Regions from separate parts of the Mus musculus genome. Here region 2 is linked to region 1. Evidence: chromatin contacts called from public Hi-C data. All regions are on one chromosome and are shown on one strand. Each heading gives the region's core, a stretch centred on a gene start, on an enhancer-like site or on the middle of the called end of the contact. The rest is flanking DNA. Distances are from core to core; before and after follow the strand shown. Region 1 has its middle 100 kb from the start of Vav3. Region 2 overlaps Vav3 (vav 3 oncogene).

Region 1 (5,376 bases), core at 2,074-4,573:
TGAAATAGAACTCTTCAGCACCATGTCTGCCTACTGAACACTGCCTTGCTTCCCGCCATGATGATAATGAACTAAACTTCTGAATCTGTAAGCCAGCCTTAATTAAATCTTGTCCTTTATAAGAGTTGCCTTGGTCATGGTGTCTCTTCACAGCAATAAAACCCTAAGACACCTTCCATGACAAATTATATTTTTATAAATGTGATTAAGACTCTTTAGATTGAAGGGTCCCTTGGATTGCTTATCCGAGAGTGTTCATGGTACTCAAAGGGAGAGTTAGAAGAGGAAAGAGGTGTTAGGAAAGATAAAATGCCAGAAGAGAGCTGTTCTGGTGTGGGGCCACAAGCCACACATGTGAGAAGCCTCTAGAAAAATCAAAGAAATGGGTTTTCCCTGTAGCTTCCTCAGGCTGCACAGCCCTGGTGAGCTATTTTAGACTGATAAATCTATAAAGCAGTGGTTCTCAATCTTCCTAATACTGCAGCCCTTTAATACAGTTTCTCATGCTGGGGTGACTCCCCTCAATCATTAAGTTATTTTCATTGCTAGTTAGAATTTTGCTATTATGAATCGCTGTGTAAATATCTGATATGTAAAATATCTTGTATGCGACCCCTGTGAAGGGTTCATTCAACCTCCAAAAAGGCCGGGACCCACAGGTTGAGAACCACTGCTATAAAACAAAGACTTGTTTTAAGTCATTGATTGTGGAGTCATTTGTTACAACAGGACTAAAAGATACTTAGCACATAAGTAATATCAGGAAGGAAGGAGACTAATCAATGCTCACTAAGCAGATGGAACTCTATGGAGCTGGTTCCTGAAACATCTAACAGTCAGAAACTGCCTTTGTATGTTAAGCTATCTCGGTATTTCACAAAGTTACTTTTTGTTCTTTCACCACAAAGGATGGAGGTCAGACTAGTGTAATGACTGTATAGTACTGTCAATTCTCTCTGTTCTTTTTCCATGAAAACTTTATTATATTTGTTATTTATAGTGTATATTTATATTATATTATTACTTATATTATTTTTGTATTGTATTTGTTCACACATGCAGGTGTCTATACAGGTCAGAGAGGCTCCAGAGCCTCTGGCACTGGGGTAACAGGAGACTGTGAGCCAGCTGGCACTGGGAACTGAACTCCAGTCCTCTGCAAGAGTAGGAAGCCCTCCTAACCACACTGAGCAATTTCCCAAGATCCTCCTTTTACACCGTTTTAATTGAATTTTTGTGCCTTGGCAATTTTATAATCTACATTTATGTATATATAATGAATTTTCATTACTTTGACTCTCATTACCTTCTCTCATCTCCATCCCTCTCCTGTTAAAACTCATCTTCCCACAAAGTCTCCCTCCTGCTTTGATGACTTCGTGTGTGTGTTTGTGTGCACATGCATCCACATATGTGTAAGTTTGTATATGTGTGTGTGTGTGTGTGTAAGTGTGTCTGTGTTTGTAAGTATGTATGTGTGTATGAGTGTGTGTAAATGTGAGTGAGTGGATATGTGCATGCATGTGTGTGCATGGTGTGTGCATGAGTTGATGTGTATAAGTATTTATGTGTGGATGAGTGTGACTGAGTATGTGTGTGAATGTGTGTGTTATTATGTGTGTGAGTTTGTAAGAGAATGTATATGGCATGTGTGCATATGCATGTGTGTGAACCTGTGTGTGAAGTATTGTATGTGTTTGTGTGTGAGTATATGTATGTATGTGTGCTTATGTGTGTGCAAGTGTGTATGTTTATGTATGTTTTTCTGTGTGTTTGTATGTGTCTGTATGTTTATGTGTGTGTTTGTGTGGGGGAAGGTGTGTGTGTTTCTGTATGCATGCATGTGTCTAGGATACTGAGTATAATTGTTTTCATGGGCACAGGTTATTAACTTCTTCTTTAGCATGTGGTTCTCAGTATTAGGATTGCCCATAGTCACAAAATGGTTCCTTCATCTCCACTTTAACATCTTCTACATTAAATAGATAAAAGAGGGAGAAAGAACAGAAGAAAGGAAGGAAGGAAGGAAGGAAGGAAGGGAGGGAGGGAGGGAGGGAGGGAGGGAGGGAGGGAGGGAGGGAGGGAGGGAGGGAGGGAGGAAGGGAGGGAAGGAAGGAAGGACACCAAAGAGGACATGGTGTAACTTTCATCAGAAAGGGAAAAGTTTGCTCAAACTCTCCAGGAGGTAAGCCAAAACTGTGTCCCATCGATATCCTGGAGGAAGCTGTAATATCTAAATTAATGTCCCAGGTAAAGCTGGGACTCTACCAAGGGCAAAGAACAGGAAATGACTACAAGTACCTGAAGTTTCAGTTGCAGAAGCAAGATGCAGGCTGCGTGAGGTTGCAAACTCCGGTGTGAACGCACTTTGGAGAGGGCAGAGAGGAACATGCTCACTGGCCTCAGCACCTGATTCTGTCCTAACAACTGTCTCACACCTGACTTCTGACCCACACTGGGTGTCTCTCCTCTCTGTTCCCCTCCATGCCAACACTCCCTACCCAGGCCAGGTTCCAGAATCTTCTTCCCTTCCCTTTCCCCTGCTCTGCCATCCTTCTGCCCCCGAAGAGAGGAAATGCTGATGTGGGTAAGTAAAGAAAGAGGAATTTGTACTAGACAATCTGAGCTGCAGTTAAGACATTTTAAAGGGTTGTTCCCCTCCATCTCTCTGCATGCATATGTGAATGTCTATACCTGTCCCGTTTTTCTTTCCCCTCCCATGACTCTACTTTTTCCTGGTGGTTTTCCTCAGGGACACCCTGATTCAGAAAGAATCTATGTTGTCCTTTGTCTCACGCTGCCTCTCAGTACAGTGGTGGCCAAAACTTGGCAAGAACTGGTGCCTTGAGCCTTGCATCCATTTCAGCCAAGCCAAATTTCAAAATCTGAGCGCTAGGTGGAATTCTGATGAATATAATAGCGCTGCTGCTCGGTCACTAAGGTTTAGAATAGTTATTCATGTAACGAAGATCAACCAACCAAATGTTTTCTTATATGCCCCAGTACAGGGGAACGCCAGGGCCAAAAAGGGGCAGTGGGTGGGTAGGGGATTGATGGGGTGGGTATGGGGGACCTTTGGGATAGCATTGAAAATGTAAACGAGGAAAATACCTAATTAAAAAAAAATTCGTTAAAAAAAAAAAAAGTCAGCCTTCCCCAACAACCAAACAATGAGATGCTAAGGTATGACAGTTAGGTGTGGGTCTGGATGCAAACAAGTCAGAGAGGCAGCAAGGACTCTAATGACCAAAGACTCTGCCTGTGCACAGGGCCTTTGCAGGGCCTGCTCTGCCTCCAGGAAGTCATCCACAGTCTGAGTCTGAAGGAGCTAGCACTGAAGATATCACTTCCCTGTTCTGGGATTGGGACTGAGGAAGCAGACTGTGCCCTTGTGGAACTCAAAGTTTAGATCCCAGGCCAAATGCCACCACCTCAGCTGTTGGCTCCGGTATGATACAGGATCAGCAAGACAGAGGCAATGAAGAGACACAGACAGCCACAATACAGTATTCTGAGGTATTCTGGTATTCTGTCTGTACTTCACAACTTCACCAAGTGTGTCTGCAGAAATATTATCAGAAAGGTATGGTCTTAAACTCACCATAGGTCACGAATGGAGAGAACATACAAAAGGCCACTAGAGAACTCTGAACAAGTTTTGTGTTTTCTGTAACTAAGTCATCGCATCAGTAGACGAGCTGGCTACTTGTCAATGCTCCCTCTTCTTTCCCGTAGGTCCACAGCTACTTTATACTTCAGCCTCCTTCTCTATAATAGCACCATGTGACTGAGTTTTGGCCAATGGAATAAGGGCAAATATAACATAGTCCAGCCTATGTCTGGTCCATTCAAACCTTCATGATCTTCTCCACTCTCTGTGTTGTTCCTATTGAAAAAGCTGAATAGAAAAAAAAAATCTCCTTTGATGGGCTTTGTAGGGGCAAGAATTAACCTTCTCCTTAGTTAAATAATAGTATATATCTATAATATTATACTATAATATAAATAAATAGTATTAAATAACTGGGATTTGGTGGTATATCTGATTATAGCCACTAGCATTATTTGCTTCAATAATACAAGCATACACCTTTCAATCTAATGGTTACTATTTTAATGGTTCTCAAGCACACTGAAGTTTACAGGCCAAGCAATTGTGACAGAGTGTAGTGAATGTAGGGTGATTCTCAGAAAGATGACACTTAAGATCCAGGGCTGAAAGGATGTGTCTCATTAACACACAACCAAGTTCAAGATGGGAGACAGAGAAATGGCAAGATTCCAGAATACACTGGTAAGGCTCTATCTGTGGTTGCATAGTGCCAAGAACCTGCACAAAGTAAACATGTTGAGTTGGATTAAAGGTGCTAAGAATGCAAAGAAAGTGGCAGCATCATGTGTGTCCAACATGGAGCACAGAACTGGATGACAGCCACTATCTTCCTGATGGACACTCAAAAACGCACGGTAGAGTTGGATCACTCCATTAACATCAGCAGCCATTACACACTTCCTTCTGCCAAAGACAAAGTGCCCGGCCCATTCTTCCCCATCCTGCTGGTGACTTCATCTTTCAGAGGTACAGGAAACCACCTGTTATATGTCCTGGGTCTGATTCTGCAAAGCAAGAATGTGGTTGGTGATCGGATGTCACAGGAAGTGACTGTGTCCCTTGGAGACTGCTGCAGAAGAAAGAAACCTGTAAAGTGTTGGTCACACAAGTGTGGACTTAGTTATTTCAGAGAAAAGTTAAATATGGCTGGATATTCTGAAGATCACTGAAGGTTTCAGCGGTTTTTAAAGTATGAAATTCTGGGTATCCTATTTATGACAAGATATGTGGAAAAACATTTGAAGACATCAGTGATTCTTCACAAAAGCCCTACATTACTTAGACTTAAAAGCTCCTGGTGAAGAAGGAAAGGAGGGGAGGAAGGAGGAAAGGAGGGAGAGAAGGAAGGAGGGGAGGAGAGAGGGGATGAGGGAGGGAGATGCACAAAATCAAGAATCAATACCAAAAGTAAAGGCTTGGGAGAGTACAAAGGGCCCATGTTTTTCTGAATTCTGTAAAAATTATATCAGAAAATCAAAATTTTCAAAGTTACTCCACAGATTCTAAGGGCAACTAATGCTCAACTCAGTGGTGTTTCTGTTATCTTGATTACTTCTCAGAAGGTGGATGCATTGTTATATGGGACAAGTTAGTGTCATCTCAGCAGGTGACAAAAACAGATACTCTGCTTCTGCTTCCAGAGTTTCCATCATAAAAATGAAACATGGAGCTTGGGATGAGGGAGTTCACATGATTATAAGGAAGAAAGAGCCAGAGGAGAGGTTTTTGGGTTTCCTGGTGTGTGTTTGTTTTGTTGGTTGGGT
Region 2 (5,376 bases), core at 1,881-4,380, 240 kb before region 1:
TTGTTTGGTTGGTGGTTTAGTTCCAGGGAGCTCTGAGGGTACTGGTTGGTTCATATTCTTGTTCCTCCTATGGTGCTGCAAACCCCTTCAGCTCCTCCTTGGGTACTTTCTCTAGCTCCTTCATCGGGGACCCTGTGCTTCATCCAATGGATGGCTGGGAGCATCTGCCTCTGTACTTGTCAGGCACTGGCAGAGTCTCTCAGGAGACAGCTATATCAAACTCCTGTCGGCAAATTCTTGTTGGCATCCACAATAGTGTCTGGGTTTGGTGGTTGTTTATGGGATGGATCCCCAGGTGGGGCAGTCTCTGGGTGGTCATTCCTTCAATCTCTGCTTTGAACTTTGTCTCTGTAACTCCTTCCATGGGCATTTTGTTCCCCATTCTAAGAAGGATCAAAGTATCCACACTTTGGTCTTCCTTCTTGAGTCTCATGCGTTTTGCAAATTGTATCTTGGGTATTCTGAGTTTCTGGGCTAATATCCACTTATCGGTGAGTGCATATCATGTGTGTTCTTTCATGAGGATGATATTTTAGAATTTCTCTCACAGACGGTGACAAACTGTTGAATTAAAAGGCAGAAACAGCCTAAAATAAAATGGCAGGTCAGACTCAAATATTATATCTAGTTATAAACATCTGCATAAAGAATCTCTCAGTACCATGGAAAAGAACATTCAAACAGATTTATTTACACAGTCTCCAGGTAATGTGCATGGTTTAGATCCTAATGTCCTGGTGATGTGGCAAAAGGGACTTTCTGAGTTGAATATTGAAGAGTAGAGGGGAGGGGGAGTTCTAGTAAAGAATAAATAAATTGTGTTGATTAAGAAAGGAAGAAGTGAAAGACACACCAAACCCCATCAAATCCCTGCCCCACTTGATCCTTACAGGACTTCTAACTCATCCCATAATATTGTAATTCTCATTGTTGAATATAGAACAAAAACTCAATAATTGGGTAATTTGTTATTTGCCAACATGACTGCCTCAAAATATCACACAATCTGCAGAGCTCTGGATCCTGGCTGCAGCCTTGCTGTGTTATGGGACTAGTGGCCTCAGACCCTCTTCTCTAACAACTGGTGGCTTCAGATAATGGGACTTATATAATCAGACTTGTCACCCTAGTAAGATGCCTGAAGCTGGATACTTCAAAAGGTAGAGAGTTTTACTACAAATGTGGACACCTATAGCCCAGCTCCTGGGAGGCTAAGACAGAAGGAGCCTATGAGTTCAAGACCATCCTGGGAGACAACAAAGGAGAGGGAGTGGAAAGAGGGTAAAGGGGGAAGGGTATTACAAAACAGCCTTGGAAGCTGAAGTCCAACAACAGGCAACCTTGACTCCTGGGCCTCTGGTGAGGGCTCCCTTGGCTCTAACACGTGGCAGTGGATGGCCAATAAACCAGCAGTGAATAGAGGTCCAGGACATGGGATAGCCTCACCTACTAACAACTGACTAACCAGAGAACTCACTCTAGCAGACCACACGAAGCCTTCCACAGGAGCATCCCCAATGACCTAACTGCTTCACATCAGCCCCGCTTCCTCAAGGTTCTACCGCCTCAGCATCACCACACTGAAGAACACACCCCTAGTAAATGAACCTCCAGGGAGATGAGTCCTACGAAAAGTTACAGGTTTCTAACTTCAACTGTACCACACAAAGCAAAGCGGCCACAGCTTCAGGTCTCACCAGTGGGCCGACAGGGCACAGTCTCACCAGTGGTGAGTTTTAAGGAGTCTGCTCTTTTTAAAGCAAGACATGAACTGGGGAGTGTGCTTGGGCATCCATATGTATCCATATCCTGTATACTGGTTTATGTGAGTACAGAGGCTTATATTATGATAGAAATGTTCAAGATTTTTCTGCCACAATGTTTAAATACAAGATTGTCTCAATGCATCATGGCCACCAACTTTCTGGGCTCCAACTGCCTTTTTAAAATGTATAATTGTTTGGGACCAACAGAAGGATTAAATATCTGCATTGGAGCACCTTATATAACAGGCATTGATAAAGTTTTAATAAAAAGGCACAATGGCACACACACTCACACCCCACTCACAAACATTCACACACACTCAAACATACTCTCACACACACATACACACACTCACACACACACACACACAAACACACACACACACACACACACACACACACACACACACTCCTGTAAGCATGCTACCCAGGAAACTCTGGGAGAGGCGTTGTCACAAGCTCAAGGCCACCCCCTATATATAATAAGACCTTATCTCTGTTTTGAAAATGAAGAACATTTAAAAATAGTTCAATTTAGTTATTTTGACTCTTTGGTTACCCTCTAATTTTTACCTTAATTATCATTATTATTCCTCAGGGAATAATAATGATGTCATGAAGACAAACACAATTTTTTTTTAAGTTCTTAGTTTTCTTTTTAACATCTCAGATGCTAAAATATCTGTTTCCTCTTTTGCTCCATGATACATCATTAATAATCTTCTGGAACTTTATTTCAGAGCAACTCACTGGAAAGTCTCCTTCAACGAAAATGAAACAGGTGGAGTAGATCCCCTTGTGCTCATTAGAGCTTGGTGAATCTCTAAGCCACAGCAGGTCTTGGAACAGTGTCATTTTTTTCACAGCCTAATGAAAACTCTGGAGAGAACACAATGATATGGAACACCTCTATGGAGGGGGAAGTCATAAGTCAGTTTATGCTTTAAGACTCAATTCTTATTTTTGGTTTATGTGCATATCTATGTGTGGATATGCCGTGTATACATGGGTGTGCACTGAGGTAAGCAGAGACATCACATCTATCTCCTCTATTGTTGTTACAGACTGTTGTGAACTACTCAGTGTGGGTTAAGGGACTGAAACTCAGACCTTCAGGAAAAGCAGCAAGCACGCTTAACTGCTGATTCGTCTCCCCAGCATTTACCCTAGGTCCTGCCTTCTAAAAAAAATGTCCAAGAAGGACTTTGGCCTTCCTGCTGCTTGCAGAGGAGGAAACAAACATAAATAAGGAAGAACATGCTCAGAGATGACAAGGCTGAGGGCTCCATCTCCCTGGCTTCCCTCCTGATTCCCAGCCCAGGGCTGCCTGCTGCTCCAATAAACAGGATATTCAAACATTGCACATAGTGACACACTAGCAACAGCAACTCTCTAGTAAGGGACACTGCTATGCAATCTCACTTTTGTTCCTGTTCCTTGATGTCTTGTTTGGTTGTTGCTGTACTTTTGAGACAGAATCCTATCATGCCTAGCTTGACATTTATATTATTTATATGAACATGTTGTTGGTAATTGCATATTAAATTTGTATTCAGCAAAATATTTTAATGAGAAATGCAAAAATATGTTTGTATTGTTATAAGCAAGTAAATAGTTTTCAACCTTTCTTTTTGTTGTCATTTAAATGAAATTTGATCAGAAGCCAAGAACTAAGAGGCTACAGAAAGGCAGAGAGCCATGCAGAGAGGTGATGGAGAGGCAGAGGTACAGAGGCCCTAACTCAGGAACAACCTCTCCATTTCCTAGAGCATGGCACCTTAAAAAGGTGCCTTCATTCCATTACAGAAGTTCTGAATTTCTTTCCAAGTCACCTTATTTCATATTCTATATGTCCAGTCCATGTGTCGGAAAACCAAAGAAAGAAAGAAAGAAAGAAAGAAAGAAAGAAAGAAAGAAAGAAAGAAAGAAAGAGAGAGAGAAAGAGAAGAAAAGAAAGAAAAATGAAAAAGACAAGAGAAAAATAAACATCTGGTTCTGAAATAGAGAAAGAAATAAAACTGAAGTATCAGAGAGAAAAAAAAGTCTTCCAACATTCCTCAGTTAATTTTTCTATACTCAAGCTTCTTAGAATGGTAACTGAACTAAATGTAAAACGAAGTCACAACAAACACTGGGGTGGCTGCCTGGCATGCGTAAAGAACGTGTAAACTGATGTAGGAACTTACTTTTCACTAGTAGACTTATTATCTTCAGCCTATAAGGGCAAAATTACACTTCAGAATATTTGGTAGAATTGTTCTTACTCTTAAAGTATCAATTCTTTAACTGTGAATAAAACACAGAAAGTGAAGCTAACCTCCCTAATGGGTCTTGTCCTGTCCTGTCCTGTCTTGTCTTGTCTTGTCTTGTCTTGTCTTGTCTTGTCTTGTCTTGTCTTGTCTTGTCTTGTCTTGTTTTGATTGAGACAGGGTTGCACTGCATAGACCGGGCTGTCCTGAAATTTGCTATGTAGATGAGGCTGGCCTCAAACTCACAGAGTTCTTTCAGTCTCTGCCCCCTTCCCTCCTGCCCCTCTGCCCTCTACCCTTGCCCCTGACTCTGTCTCAGTGATGAAATTAATGACATGAGCCACCATAACCAGGAATGAGGATTCAACAACCCTGATATAATCACAAATGTAATGATGGGCAGTGGATTTGAACTTGTAGTGCTCATCACCCCAAAAGGAACTGTTTTAAACCCACAGAAATCAACTCTTCGCATCTAGGTGTCAATATGATCGTTTCAAACCAAAGTACCTCGCTAAGAAAGATGATTTCCATATGAATGTTAATATTTTCTTTTGGTCCTTTCGCAAATGTTTTGTTTCAAGTATGTAGACATTTGGGAAAGAGAAGCTAATGTTCTACTGGGCTTCAGGACTTATAGAATGATGCTGATAAGGGATTTCGCCAGCCTCTATAGAGGAATGAGCCAAGAGGGAGAGAAGCCATTATACCTGACCTTGAATTTCATGCATTTAAAGAGCACCCCCTCAAGGTGTACCACAGGCACAACAACCTAGCTCTTCAGCGCTTCATATATTCCACCTCCCACAGTCCAACTGAGCTCTGACATCACTAGTAGAGCAAATGTTTTCAGCAACTTAGCTTGGCTTTGTGAGACTCTGGCCGTCCTGGAACTTATTCTATAGACCAGGCTGACCTTGGACTGGCAGAGATCAGCCTGCCTCTGCCTCCCAAGTGATGGAATTTAAGGTGTGCACTACTATGTCCAACTTAGCTATTTCTTTTGAGATGGTTCTTGGGGAACAATAGAGGATGCTTGCTCATTTTTCTTCTCCTTTTTTATTAACTGAAACATTGTACTCAGTTATGAGAGGAAACAGCAAGTCAGCAAATGCCATTTCCCCTCTAAATTTCAAGTAGCTCGCTCCTTGAAAGCTACTAATACAAACCAAGAATTGGAAGTTAATAATTTACAGAAAGACAACATTCACATTATCATAACAAATTTGGCTATTGTCACACTCCTGACGAATAATGACTAATTCAGACCCCAGATGTTTTCTTAAGAAGATGTTTCCAATATGCATATTTAATAGTGTCTTGAAATAGAGGTATTTCACAATATCCTGGAAGGCTCGGTT

Evidence for each region. A called contact is a pair of places that touch in the nucleus more often than the background predicts.
Region 2: a contact with region 1 is called in a Hi-C map of bone marrow-derived macrophages, with 22 read pairs. The contact joins two enhancer-like sites. A contact is called at or near these places in 1 of 15 datasets of contacts at CTCF or cohesin (large pre-B cells), 2 of 484 Hi-C or Micro-C datasets (bone marrow-derived macrophages and stem cell-derived neural stem cells), 1 of 115 datasets of contacts at active chromatin or transcription factors (cardiomyocytes) and 2 of 9 other capture datasets (adipose tissue and liver).

The regions. Positions count from the first base shown.
Region 1 is chr3:109,236,343-109,241,718 of GRCm38.p6, reverse strand. No RefSeq gene overlaps it. Among named protein-coding and RNA genes, the nearest start is that of Vav3, 100 kb to the left of the region's middle. Within about 2 kb of position 3,323, at least 14 of the 459 cell types and tissues checked have an H3K27ac peak or open chromatin away from gene starts, as enhancers often do. A contact at or near this core is called in bone marrow-derived macrophages, where this site is marked.
Region 2 is chr3:109,478,490-109,483,865 of GRCm38.p6, reverse strand. All of the region lies in intron 2 of Vav3 (vav 3 oncogene), which reads right to left. Among named protein-coding and RNA genes, the nearest start is that of Vav3, 140 kb to the right of the region's middle. Within about 2 kb of position 3,130, at least 10 of the 459 cell types and tissues checked have an H3K27ac peak or open chromatin away from gene starts, as enhancers often do. A contact at or near this core is called in bone marrow-derived macrophages, where this site is marked.